Regions from separate parts of the Mus musculus genome. Here region 1 is linked to region 2. A link is a contact called in public Micro-C data. All regions are on one chromosome and are shown on one strand. The core of a region is the stretch at or near the end of the contact, and the rest is flanking DNA. Distances in the headings are between cores, read along the strand shown. Region 1 holds the start of Otp (orthopedia homeobox). Region 2 holds the start of A830082K12Rik (RIKEN cDNA A830082K12 gene).

Evidence for each region. A called contact is a pair of places that touch in the nucleus more often than the background predicts.
Region 1: a Micro-C map of embryonic stem cells shows a contact between it and region 2, with 24 times the contacts expected there. The contact joins the promoter of Otp here to the promoter of A830082K12Rik in region 2. A contact is called at or near these places in 1 of 39 promoter capture datasets (cranial neural crest) and 1 of 484 Hi-C or Micro-C datasets (embryonic stem cells).

Annotation. Positions count from the first base shown.
Region 1 is chr13:94,870,447-94,877,129 of GRCm38.p6, forward strand. It overlaps Otp (orthopedia homeobox), which reads left to right and starts at 5,190. Exons shown (of 3, transcript NM_011021.4): 1 at 5,190-5,360; 2 at 6,667-6,683. The coding sequence starts at 5,324.
Region 2 is chr13:78,193,513-78,200,160 of GRCm38.p6, forward strand. A830082K12Rik (RIKEN cDNA A830082K12 gene) reads left to right here and starts at 4,505. Exons shown (of 3, transcript NR_045195.1): 1 at 4,505-4,710. It overlaps Nr2f1 (nuclear receptor subfamily 2, group F, member 1), which reads right to left and starts at 5,361. Exons shown (of 3, transcript NM_010151.3): 1 at 4,608-5,361; 2 at 1,650-2,177. The coding sequence starts at 5,061.

The DNA of each region.
Region 1 (6,683 bases), core at 3,940-6,439, about 17 Mb after region 2:
TTAGTTTGCAAAAGCAAACGTGTGCAAACGTATTCAAAGAAAAACTATCTATCTATCCATCCATCAATCCACCATCCATCCATCACTTCCTGTATTGCCTCAAGCTCCCGGGTTATGACATTAGTTTGAGCCAGGTTTCTTGCTTCTGAGCGCCACTGGCAAACGCGGGCCCTGTAGGTGACCAAGCAATGGACCTGCAGTGCACTGCTCACAAAAGCGCATACACAAGTGCACAGGTCATGTATGAAACCCTGCTCTCAGTGTTGGAAGAAGAAAAAAGAATATTGAGAGCTTGGGTCTGTAGTCAAGGTTTTTGTTTTTGTTTTCCTTTAGATTAAGTCGGCTCTGTTTGGAGACAATACAGGCTAAGTGCGTCTTGACCTCAGGTCTCTCAGCTCCGGAGTTACGGAGGTCTTGAGGTTTGAGCTAGGCCCGTGCCTGTTTGACTAAGAATTACAGATGCTTCTCTCTGCCCTGAAGAGGCCCCACCAGAAGAGGAAGGAGTTTTTGCAGTGGACCGGCAGGGGCATTCAACCGAATCCTCCTTGGCTGTGGTCTCTGGCTGGCGACTCCTAGAGTTATCTCAGGCAGAGGAGTGTGGAAGCGCCCTTTGCTCTCTCAGCTCCTGTTCTACCTACCCACTCCGGTGAACGAGCCGCCGCTGGAGCAGTCTGAAATTCCGGGATGGTCATGTGATTGAAGGACCCTTACCAGAACAGGATGGACACTGAGATTTGGGGAAGCACCACTTCGGGCTTTTGAGGTTGATCTGAGAAATCCTGGTCACCATTGTTGCAAATGTTTTGGGTCTGGTTCTCCCTCCCTGCATTCCCCCCCCCCCCCCCGCACCTCCTTTGCGTCCCCTCCCTGCGTTTTAATCTTTTCTTCCATTCTGAAGTGCGCCTGAGCGATGCGATCTGATGTACAGTTGCTTTTGGGTTATTGCATATCTGGAAAAGTAAACAGGAGTGTTCAAGTCACTTGATTTGTTTTCAGTAAGCAAATAATACCCCAAAGCATGGCTGTAATTTACCACGAATTAAAATTGATTCTTTTCATCAGGCAAGAAAATAGGAAAATGTGAGATCGTTAATTATTGAGGGAGGCGCTTCTCATTAAAGGGAACAATGTTACAATTCAGCATCTAATAGCAGGAATGTGAATAATAACGCGCCATATTTCAGCCCACTGTCTGCACAGAAAAGAGCTGTTTACAAACAACACAAGCAGCTTACAGTTACATTTAACAAACACCCGAGATTTTTGTAAGTGGAAAAAGCAATTAGGGCTCTGGGCATACTACCCAATTCTTCCTGGAGAACCCTCTATATATTTTTATTTTCCCTGTCTCTGTCTGGACAAAGGATTTGCAATGATAGCAGAAACACAATTAGAGAGAAAAATCAGAATCTTAAACCTAATCTGCATAAATCCATCTTTCGGGTTTGTTGCCGGTGGGTCTCTCCCTCCCATCTTCTTCCCCTGCCTGGTCCAGCTACACCTTATTTCTAAGACTTGTTCCGAATTGGATGTCAAACAGAGTGGAGCGGCATTGTTTGTATAATGGGTGTACTTATAATTTACATAGCTATAAGATTTTTTTTAAACAAACACCTCTCCTCCAAAGTCGACTTCTCATGGAACTACCAAGTTCTCCTTGGTCTGGGGCTCCTGCCAAGGGAGCCAGGAGCCAGTTCCCTGGCCTTTAAAGGCCCTTTGTGCTTTCTTTAAAAGGAGGGGGGTAGGAAGAAGAAGAAGAAGAAAAAAAAGACTTCCCGGTGCATCGTCCCTTGGCAGGCTCTTGTACAAAATTCAATCTCTATTTTTTATGAGAAGTAAACTGTCTAAATAAATTTTATTAGGGGCAACCAATATATTTTCTGGTAGTTCCCTTTGTTCCACTTCTACGTGTGTGTAACAATCTAAAACCTATTTATTGAGGAAAAATCACTGGATCCGTCATAGAAAATCCTTTTACTTTGCTTTGAAGTGATTTCTGAAGACATTCTTGTCATTCCGAAGATTTGGGGGCCATTGCGCTAAAGCCTCGCCTTGTTAGGGACTTCAGTTCCCATGATCATGTGGGAAATGCTTTGAATTATCAACAGCAATGGGCCTGACCGGCACTTTCCCGGCTGCCCCAGGAACGTGGGAAGATGATGGCGAATAAAACTCTGGTAAATACATCTCACACGCTGCCCAGGTGGATTCAGACATTGGCCAAACCGAGTTGCAGAGCGAGAACAGGGAGTGGGGGCGTGGGGGCAACCACTTCACACACGGACTCTCTTTGCTTCCCTGCCACGCCTGCTGGCTGCCAGGTCCCGGCTCCAGCTCGCTCCCTCCCCACCGCGACGCCCCCAAGCTGCCCCGTCACCCCCTCCCATTCTCAGATTTCCCTTTTTCTTTTTTCCTCTTTCCTCCCTCCCTCCCTTCTCTGAGGTGCTTGTGCTCTGAAGTCTTGGAAGAAATGATTTAGTTTGTTTACACTGCTATAAAAATCAAGACCAATAGAAAAGTCATAAAATGAAGCGGGCTATCAATCACGCTGCAACATTGTTATTCAGTGGTTACTAACAGAGATGGATAATCCTTTGATTTTGTCCCATTGTTATTACTCTGATGTGTCTTCACATTAACTATTACACATTTATTTATCGACCTGAAAGATACAACAAAGCAGAATATACGAGCGAGTACATGTGAGGACGCCAGGCAAGGAAGGCAGCAGATACAGGGCTGCTGCGGGAGCGGGCACCAGCGCTTGTGAGCACACACTTGTAAGCTCGCGCCTGTTCTCTTCCCAGGTGACCTCTCAAGTCTCTCACTTAAGCAGCCAGGTCACCGCAGGACCGGACTTCTTAGACTCTTCTACCGAGCAGGCGACCGCTATTCCACCTTCTGTACTCCACCTTCTGGTTCCTTCTTTAGCCACTTGACTACACCTCTACCTGCCTTTCAGGCCTGAATACCCAGAAAACCCCTCCTTGGTAGTTTGAAACCCGGGGGCAGTCCCAGGTGCGTGCTCTTGTGCCAGGTCCAGAGCGTACAGTCCCGCCCTGGAAGGCTGAACTGTCCCCTCCTGCTGATCGCGGCCGAGTTGTCAAAATGGGGAGTGGGAGGTGTATAGAGAAAATCAAGCTGCTACCAGAGGGGCTCGGTTTGCTTTAGGGCTTGGGATTTCCCTTTCAGGAAAAACCGTTCTGGATAGCACACCAGGCGCTGGCCGAAAGCCCCCGAGGCTCCCAGGCGTGCTAGAGTCGCCTAGGCTCCTCCTAGAGCGCACCCCCGGCTTCGCGGCGCCCAGCTCCTGCTAGGCCCGGTTGGTACCCGCTGCCCGGCGGCCACTGCAGCCCCGCCAGGTCCCGAGCTGCGGAGTGAGCGTTCTCCGGCGCTCTGCGACACCCACGTAGCCCAGACCCTGCACTCACAAGCGAGTGTGCCCCGGTGCAGACGCGCGCACCCGGGTTGGGCACCGCAGGACTTTGAAAAGGGCTGAGGACGAGGAGGAAACAAAACTGCCCCAGAGTTGCTTCGCCGCCTCCTTTGTCTCCTTGCTCTTCCCTGTCACACACAGAGTAAAGGACACAGACACACACACACACACACACACACACACACACACACACACACCCTCGCATCTGCTCTCGGGCAGCATTTTCAATGTTTTGTGTAAGTCAATTGGGCGACGAACAAAAAAAGCCATTTGTTCGGTATTATTTAAAACAGACTTCAGAGGGCCACCCTTTGTGGAAGCTTTATTTGCACTAAATGAATAATCTTAATTGCATCACCCTCGAATTAAAAATCAATGTTAATCAAGTTGGGAGCAGTAAATATCAGTTTTCATTTTGCCTTGGGTAGAGGGCATTTTTCTTGTGTTGCAAATAAAAATACAAGTCAAATAACTTTAAAGGGGCATCATGTTCTGCTGCAAATACAATTGAAACGGATTGTTTGGGAGCAGATCAGAAACGGTACAGAATTTTGCACTTAATTTCCTCAGTTATCATTTACAATAAGAACCTCTGGGCTTGGCAGCCAAGTCTAAACAGTAGTAAATTAGTACAAATTTATACTGATTTTACTCTAATAATCGTAATAAAAGCTTATAGATTTGGCACTAATTACATAAATGCCTAATGATCTTGAAAATTACTCTGGTTAGAAATATATTACTAATCTAAACTTTGTTGTTGGCTGGCTCTGAAAAATCAGAACATTAGAAATGGTTCGCTTCACTTGTGCAAAAGCACTTTAAATTGTTCAAGTAGTTTAACACATCCAAGAGGAAAATAAAGAGCGGTTAACTTTATTTACTGCCTTAAGTGGCTTTGGTCGTCTAGCTGAACTTAGAAACTTTGACCGAAAGAGCAGGTTGGGACCTGGGTGAGAGTGTAGGCCTATCGGGCAGGTGGCCCTGGAACGCAGCTTCTGGAGTTCTGGAGGAAGGCTCACTTCATGAAGTCTCCCCCTCCCCCAAAGCGGACAGGGGACCTTGGCGGGGTGGTGGTGGGGGGGCAACTTCCTCTTTATTTTCTAGGCTTGCAATGGGATTGGGGCTCAGTAGGCCAGAGTCTGGGTCTCTAGAGAAGGCCTGCAGAACAGTGGCAGAAATTTAGGGTCGTTCTAGAGATGGTAGCTTGGCTGCCTGGTGAGCTAGGGCTTTGACTACCGCGGTCCAGTGTCCCCTAGCTGGCACGAGCAGGGGCAGCGGGGGCGCGGGTGCGGTGGGATGTGTGTGGGCTGGGGGTGGCGACTCTCAGGTCATGCAGAGGTCATGTCCTGCTTTGGTGTCTGAACTGCCCCCGTTCCAGGGACACCCTAGCTCTGATACACAGAGCCTGTGAAGCGAGCAAGGCAGGACAAGGAAAGGGGAGATGTGCCCGGAGAAAATCTCTGGGAAGAACTGACCGAGGCTCGGCCCAGAGGCCCAGGGCGAGGCCAAGGTGGCCGCTGCTGCTTTAGCGGCTGCTGGAGGCTGGAGCTGCCTGGGCTGCGGCCGCCGCCTCCTCCCGGCAGGCGCAGGCGGGCGGGCGGGCGGAGTGGGGGACTCTCCGGGCGCTGACATTTGCAGGCTGCCCTCCTGATTGGTCCCCTCGCCGAGCTGCTCACGGGTTCATTCATCTGTTAAGCACCTCCCCGTCTCTCTAAAGGACATTATAATGCAAGAAGCCCCCTTTTTAACCACAAACCGAATTTTCTTTCATTTAGGTGATCTATATATATCTATATCGTATAGCTTATAGCTTATATCTATTTTAAATAACTTAAAGCCGCTAAAATTTGGGGGGGAACAGCTTTCGCCCTGGAGCGGTGCGCGATGCTGTCTCACGCCGACCTCCTGGACGCCAGGCTAGGTGAGTGAGCGCCTCTCACCCGGGCAGCCAGGAGAAGCCGGGGCAGGAAATTGTCAATTTGTTCCTTATTTTACCTTAATGCGCCCTAAATGGACTAATTTCTTTAAAAGTAATTGTGCTGTATTAAAGTTTAATTTGATTTAACATCGTCTTAAAAAAAATCTATGGAATATGTAGATTCCAAAACAAAACGGAGTTGGGGATGCTGACACCTTTTTGTTTTTCTTATTTTTTTCTTTCTCTCTCCCCTTCATTATTAATATTATTATTTTTGGAAGGAGTTCTAGCCCGCGATAATTTGTTTGGAGGTGTTTCTCTCTTTTTCCACTCTTGTTTGCTTTGATTTGGAATTTCTTTCATCCCTTTTTCCCCTTCTTCCTTTCTATCATCACCTTCTCCTCTAAGTGTGCTTAAATTTGTTTTCTTTTTTTAAAAAAAAATCTTCTCCTTTGTGAAGGAGAAGCCGCTGTATGAAGGTGGATTTGCTAAGTGTGCTGGTTGAGAAGAAAAGCCCAACTCATCCTCTCGGGCATCCCTGCCTTCTACAAGGGACTCGGTGTTACCAGTGACGGGGAGGGACGAGCCGTTTATTTCTCGGGAGAGAAAAGTTGAATTCTCTAAAGTTTGATTCACTGTTATGGCTATAGAGTTTACTTAAATTTCTTTGAAGCTATCTGGGTTACCAAGTTCTGGGCTTCAGGCTTGGGGAGCTTTAGTGATGGATGTGACTCCGTTTCCCAAACACTTTCTCTGATTTGAGGGGGAGGCGGAGCTGATTTGGGCTTATTTTGAGAGGTGGAAGGCTTGGAGACATATTCATCTTCCGAAAGTCAGAGGGAATTGGCCAGAGTTCATTTAGCGCCTTTGCTCAGGAGGAGCAGCCTCCAAAGGCTCTCTCTTGATTTCTTTTTCTCCCGCACCACCCGACTAAGAATTTTCTCAAGGTTTCCTGGGACACCAGGGTTACAGTTAGTGAAAGGACTCGGGTGTGTTTCATTGTCAGGCCTGGGAGTGGTTTTTTTGTTTTTGTTTTTGTTTTGTTTTTTGTTTTGTTTTGTGGGAGACACGAAGGCCGGAGCTGTGAAGCACCAGAGCGGGCTGTGGAGAGAAGGAGGCCAGGAGATGCTATTTCAACCTAGCTGTCCAATTCCTGGGAAACCGGGCTGAGGACCAGGCAGTTTCCGCCTCGGGGCAAGCGTGGGCGCAGAGGGAGCGGTGGATGGGGCTGAAGCAGAACCTCTCAGGGAAGTCACCGGCTCCTCACGTCGCCAGGACAGTACTGATCGAGATCCCTTTCCCTCCTCAGGTATGAAAGATGCCGCC
Region 2 (6,648 bases), core at 3,255-5,754:
ACATTTCCATCAAGAAGACTTGTTAAGATAAAATGCATTCAAAGTCGGAGGAAGCTATTCAATAAATCTTCCATTTGTTTTAAGTTTTGCACTTAAAACCCTTGCAAAGAATGACTCTCTCTCTCACAAGCAGACCTGCATTTGCACTGAAAGTAAAAGGGGAGGGGGCAAGTCCAAGGCTCTAGCCACCTTGCATACAAATGAGCTGCTCTTATCTAAATAAATTATCTGCTGCTCAGATCGATATTAATACTACATTTGCTACATTACAATATTGTGCAAATTTTAGTGTCATTTTAATACAATGTAAATATGACTCTCCATGCATGGAAGTCGAAAAATCTTGATAGATTATCCCACTGCTTCCTGTTTTAACAAGGCCTTGGGAAAAAGAGTTTTGCCATCTCCACTCATGAATGGTTTTAATTTGGCTTTTGGAGGGCCTGACTAGGATAGATTTATTAGAATGGTTTATTTGTTCTCCTAATCTAGGAATTAAAAACAATAGTGTCAATAACGGTGGTAAAATTGCAACTAACCTTGCTTATAGTGAGCAAAGCCCAAGATCCATCTAAGCAGCTCTGCCCAAGCAGAGTTCTTTCTGGCTTTGTTTGTATTTCCTTGTTACCTGCTGTCCCTAGTGTGTATATAGTTCCCTCTTGTAGGTTCCAATAATAAAAAGCGGATAGTGTTCTCACAGGCTTAGACCAGAGCCCTTCAAAGGCAACGTTAATGCACTTTCCTGGAAGTTAATTTGAACCATCTATCATAAGAGAGATTGTTAACATGCATGCTACCACCGCCTACACTTAATTTGATATTTTAAGGCATCCTTTTAAATTTCTAGTGTTTGTGTGTTTGCATAGCTATGAAATTTATCTCCCGGCCCGGAGTGCTCTCATGCTTGCGGGTTTTACAGTATTGCTTTTGTTTTTTATCTTTCTTGTTTAGATCGAATCCGTTTTTTATGACCCTCAATAACCTCAGCAACTGCAAACATGAATGGTTTCCGATAAGGGAAAATCAAGCAGCAATAAAGCGAGATTATTTATGATTTATTTGTGCGTATTCTTCCCTTTCCGCCTCTGTCTGTGTCTCTCTGTCGGGAAACTCATCCAAGGAGTGTGCCACACAGACTAGGAAGCCACCTTCCCACGTTCTCTTCTTCCTTCTGTATCGTTCCTCCCACAGAAACACCGAGCTCTTGTACACACACACACACACACACACACACACACACACTCACACGCGCGCGCGCACACACACACACACACACACACGCACACGCACACGCACACGCACACAGAGAGTTCACACACAGAAGCTAGACGATCCACAATGCCCTGCCTCCCTAGACACACAGTCGCCTCACTCTCGGGGCGCGCTGGGTCCAGGCCATCCATCAGGCCAGGCCGCTGGCCTCACTGAGCTTCCTCCGCTCCAAGCACCACTACGCTCCCAAGATGGCAGCGGCGCGGTCGGCGACAACCACATACCCGGGCTGCAGACCCTGGGCAGGCCCAAGGTGGCTTGAGCGCCCGGCCTCACAGCGACAGCGGCGGTGCGGGAGCTGCAGGATGCCAGGGACTCGCCTCGCCATGCCCACCAGCTCCCCGCACAGTCTGCCCTCCTCGCGACCGCATCCTCACCTGACGTGAATAGCACGATGGCTTTGAGGCAGCTGTACTCGGCAGAGTCGACGTGCAGCGCCTTGAGCTTCTCCACCTGTTCCTGAAAGATGCGGATGTGGTCCATGAAGGCCACGACGCGGTCCGCGGACATGGGCGAGGCGTGCAGGCCGGCTGCGGCCAGCAGCGGCGCCACGTGCAGGGGCATGGAGCACTGGGCCGCGTTGAGCACGAACAGCTCGCTCCAGGTGAGGCGCAGCAGAGACACCTGGTCCGTGATCTGCAGATCCGGGAAGAACGGGATGTTGCGGGCCCACTCGACGGCGCTGAAGAGGAGGCGGGCTGCCAGCTCGCAGATGTTCTCGATGCCCATGATGTTGTTGGGCTGCATGCACTGGCTGCCATAACGCGACGTGGGGTAGGGCTCTGCGCGCAGCAGCAGAGAAATGTAGCCAGACAGGTAGCAGTGGCCATTGAGAGGATCCCCGTTTGTGAGTGCATACTGGCCTGGATTGGGCTGGGTTGGAGGCATTCTTCCTCGCTGAACCGCTGATAAAAAGAAAGAGAGAAAAGAGGCAATGTGCATCCAGGGGGGCTTGTGAACATCGCCGAGCCGCAGCGCGCACCCAACGCACTGTGGTTCTTTCCTGCAGTCACTCGCTCCCGAAGCATCTTCTCCTGCTTGCTGGGTCTTACTCACAGATCACACTGCTAGGAGATCTAGGGTGAAGTCATCTACCTTCACCGGCTCCGTGTGTCCATCCATAGTCTGCATCCCTGGCTATTTTAGCTAGAGAAGAAGAACTAGGCCTGACTGCAAGGCCCCTAGCTCAGGATGGCTAAGAAAGTACCACCCAACCTCCCAGCTACTAAGAAGCAACACAGATATAAATGAAATCCTTTCAGAATGATACAAATCAAAGTTTCTCTTTTAAAAATGAAACCTGAGAAAGCCACAAACCTTAGAGTACTCTTCACTTGTAAACAAGCAGCAAGTGTATAAAATGTTCCCATAATCTCTAAAGTGCTACAGAATAATTTTTAAAAGATACAAGTTATATATATATATCTTACTGAGTTGGACTACCAGCAAGCATAACACACACCTCCTCCCATCTTCCCTCCTCCAGACTGCCCCATACAAATTTCTCACTATTAAAAGAAACAGAAAATTAAAAAATTTCAAAGAAGTTGAACTTACAGTAGCCAAACATATTGAAAAAAAGTAGGAACTACAATTAATGTCTGTCCTGTGCGATGCCACTGCAACCTGCAGCCAGCTTTGCCCAGTGAATGCGCGAGCTTGCAACTGCAAAAACACTGGATTCATTACCCATCTGAATGCAAAACGTAAGCATGCATTGAGTTCTTAAAGCTGACCAAAGTTTTTTTTTTTTTTTTTTAAATGTGTATGTTTTACTTCAACAGTGCCAGCATTTTCAATTGCCATGTAAACAAAGACAACTCTAGGGAAAGTTAGGGCTACTGAACTGCCATCCCCCAACAAATTAGTAGAGCGAGGTCCATGTCCACAGAGCTGTCCTACCTCAGGCTCTACATCATTTTCTTTGGTTCTAATTCCAACAAGAGTTTCAGTGCGGTTTACGCTCTTTGAAACACAATGGTTAGAATACTTTTTCTAATTATAGTTTTGAACTTGGCAGTTATTTTTCAATTAAATGAGAGCACAATTCAAAGTTTTTTTGTTTTTTTTTGTTTTTTGTTTTTTTTTTTTTCAGATGCCTAAACAATCTCCCTGGAGCTAGCAATGGAGTCGTCATATTTGCCTTCTCCTTGAGATCTGAAGGAATTCAATTTCTTTTCTTGTGGCATATAAAATATAATTTTGAAGTCAATTACAAGAAGAAGTAATCTATGTTCTTCGAAATTGACTGGTTCACTAATTTGACTATAAGATATGTTTAATGATTGCCAGGAGATAAACTTTAACTATAAACCGCTAAATATATTTGTAAGAAAAGTGTTCCATCTCATGCCACATGAATATGAAGCATATCCAAATTAAACATCAAAAGTTGTGCTTAATAAAAAAAAAATCTCACACATCGATTAAATGATGCAGAAGCTCAAGCCAGCTGCAGTCTGTGCATTATAGCCAGATCAGAAGGATCGGTAAATGCCGTTGTAAATTGTAATTTGTATGCAGTATTTAAGCAGAGGGTGGAGTTTGATGAAGAAATAAAACGAGTATCAAGCTTTAAAAATGACACTACTATGAAAGCAGGGTTCAGTCACAAACTTTCCTTTCAAAGTATAGGGGTGAAAACAAGGCCACAGCTCGGGAGGAGGCGGCCCCAGATCCCTGAAGAGGAGAGGGAGCCAGTGAACAGGCCAGAAGCCCCCCTTCCCCCCTAATTAGACCTACAAGTGCAATAAATCTCACTCCTCTTTTTCCAAGCTAAGCTTCCTAAAGGATGGTGGCAGCAATGAATCTATGGTTCAGGGTCCTCCAGCCCCAGTCCTCTCCCATTATAAATAAAAGGTACGATGAGGCAGAGGAGAAAGTAGAATGGGAAAAACAAAAAAAACCAAAAAACAAAAACACACACGGAGAGAAACGGTTTTCTGCAGAAAATCATCACCCCTCCCAAGTTCATGCTAGCACAGCCCCAAGCATCCTCACACACAAGCGGGAACGAGACACACACGGAGCACATCCAACAGAGGAAGGGAGGGATTTTTAAGCTACAGCTCACGATCCCAGGGACACAATCTTGAGCAGGCAGCGGGCGGGGTGGAGGAGCCGGGGAGAGGAGCGCAGGGCGGGAGGGGGAGGCAGCGGCAGCGAGCTGGGGGGGGGGGGACGCTGGGGGAGGAAAGCAGCGAAGACTGGGAAGCCCGGACCGGCTGGGACCACAGAAGCCCCATCCCCACAGCCACAGGCACCAAGGCGAGAGAGAAAGAAAGAGCAGGGAGGCGGGCGAAGCGCAGGGAGAGAAGCAGAGAAGAAATATTCACCTTCCCGCCTCATGCCCACTTTGAGGCACTTCTTGAGGCGGCAGTATTGGCACTGGTTGCGGTGGTGCTGGTCGATGGGACAGTTCCTGTTGGCACGGCATGTGTAAGTTAAGTTCCTGCGGACGCTCCTCTTGAAGAAACTTTTGCAGCCCTCGCAGGTGAATTGGCCGTAGTGCTTGCCGCTCGACTTGTCCCCGCACACCACGCACTCGATGTGCTGCTGGCTCTGGCCTGAACCGGGCGGGCCCTGGCCCTTGTCCCCTGCCGTGCCGGGGGTGGCGGGCGCTCCGGGCTGGCCCGGGGTCTGCGGCGTGTGCGGCGCGCCGGAGCCCGCCTGCTGCTGCTCGCCGCCGCCGCCGCCGCGGGCTGCCTGCGCTGCGGGGTTGGGGCCGCCGGGGTTGCCCCCGGCCACGTCGTCCTGCGGATCTCGCCAGCTGCTAACTACCATTGCCATATCTTTGGGCCCAGGGAGCGCTGGGGGGAGCCGAGCTGCTCGCCGAGGGCCGCGGGGCGCGCGGGCGCGCTGGGAGGGGAAGGGGAAGGGGAAGGGGGGAGGGGGAGGGGGCGGGGGGCCCACCGGGCGCCCCGGGGTCGCCGGAGCCGAGCCCGAGCCGGGCACCGGCCTCTGCCTGCGCCGCCGCCGCCGCCGCCGCCGTTACTGCCTCAGCCGCCCCGCTGCTGCTGCGCGCCCGCCCGCCCTGCTGGCGTTTTGTTGTGGTTCCTGCTGTTTTCTTTCTCTCTTTTTGCAGCCCCCCCAGGCTCTCAGGCTCCCCCCCCCCAACACCCCTGCTCCCCTCGCCCGCTCCCCCCGCACTCCGTTCCTGGGGGGGCCTCTCTCTCTCTCCCCCCTCCCCACCCCCCAGCGAGCGAGCTCCCTTCTCTCGCTTTTTTCTTCTTCCCCAACTTGCAAAATCAGAAATGGCACAGGCGGCAGCCGGGAGCGGCGCGGGGCGCAGCGCCGGGGGCGGCGGGCATGGGCCACGGCGCGCGCACACTCTCGCCCTCCGCCTCGCCCGCACCCCCGCGCACACACACACTCGCACACACACTCGCTCACCCGCGCCGGGCGCCCGCCCGCCCGCCCGCCCGCCCGCTGGCCGCTGGCCGCTGGGGCTACGCGCAGAGCGCGGGCTGAGCCGACATAGAGGAAGCGGCGAGGGCGGCGGCGGCCGCGGAGGAGGAGGTCGCGGCTGCAGACGCTGCTGGAGGAGCTGGCCGCCGCTGCGTGCTCCGCTGGAGGAGCCCGGGCCCGGGCGGGAGTCCGAGCCGGAGTCGGGGCCGCAGCCCGAGAGCGAGCCGAGGCCGGTGCTGCCCGTGCCGCCGCCGCTGTCCTGGCGGGAGCCCTCGCCCGGTTTCAAGAGTGCGGGGAGCTGGGAGAGTCGAGCAGGATCGGGACGAAGCTGCCGGCGAGGATCAGGGCGCTCGGGTGTCTGGGGGCCAGGTCCAGGGCCGGACGCAGCCAGCCATTCAGGAAGGCAGCGCTGGAGAGCGGGAGGCAGCCGGCGAGGAAGATCACACACTTTGCTCTTTTTGTTGTGCGGGTGGCGCCGGGTTCTCTCTGCCTTCTTCTTTCGGGAGGTGACGGAAGGGGGAGAAAAATACGAGATAATTCACGCCAGCGACGAATTCACAGCGAAATAGGAAAAAAATAAAAATCAGAAGAAAATGCTTGAGAAAATAAGGAAAAAGAGAAAGCGAGAGAGACATCCAAAGTAGGTCGAATAAATAATCCTCTTCTTTTCCTCTTTCTTGCTTCTTCTGCTTCTTCTGCTATAACACACAGAGCTAGTTAAAAAACCCTGGAGATCGCCCAAAAATGTTCTTTTTTTAGTATTTTAAATAAGTGCTCTTCAGCTGGGAACCAACACCCTCCCTCCAAAAAAAATCATATATATATATATATATATACATACATATATATATATAATAACGATAAGAAGAATACTGAGGGGTGCCTCCTCCTCCTTTTTTTTTCAAGTTTAGTCTTCTCTCTTCTAGAGGAAAGGAGTGAAAGAGAAAAGGAGGGAGAGAAAGAGGAAGG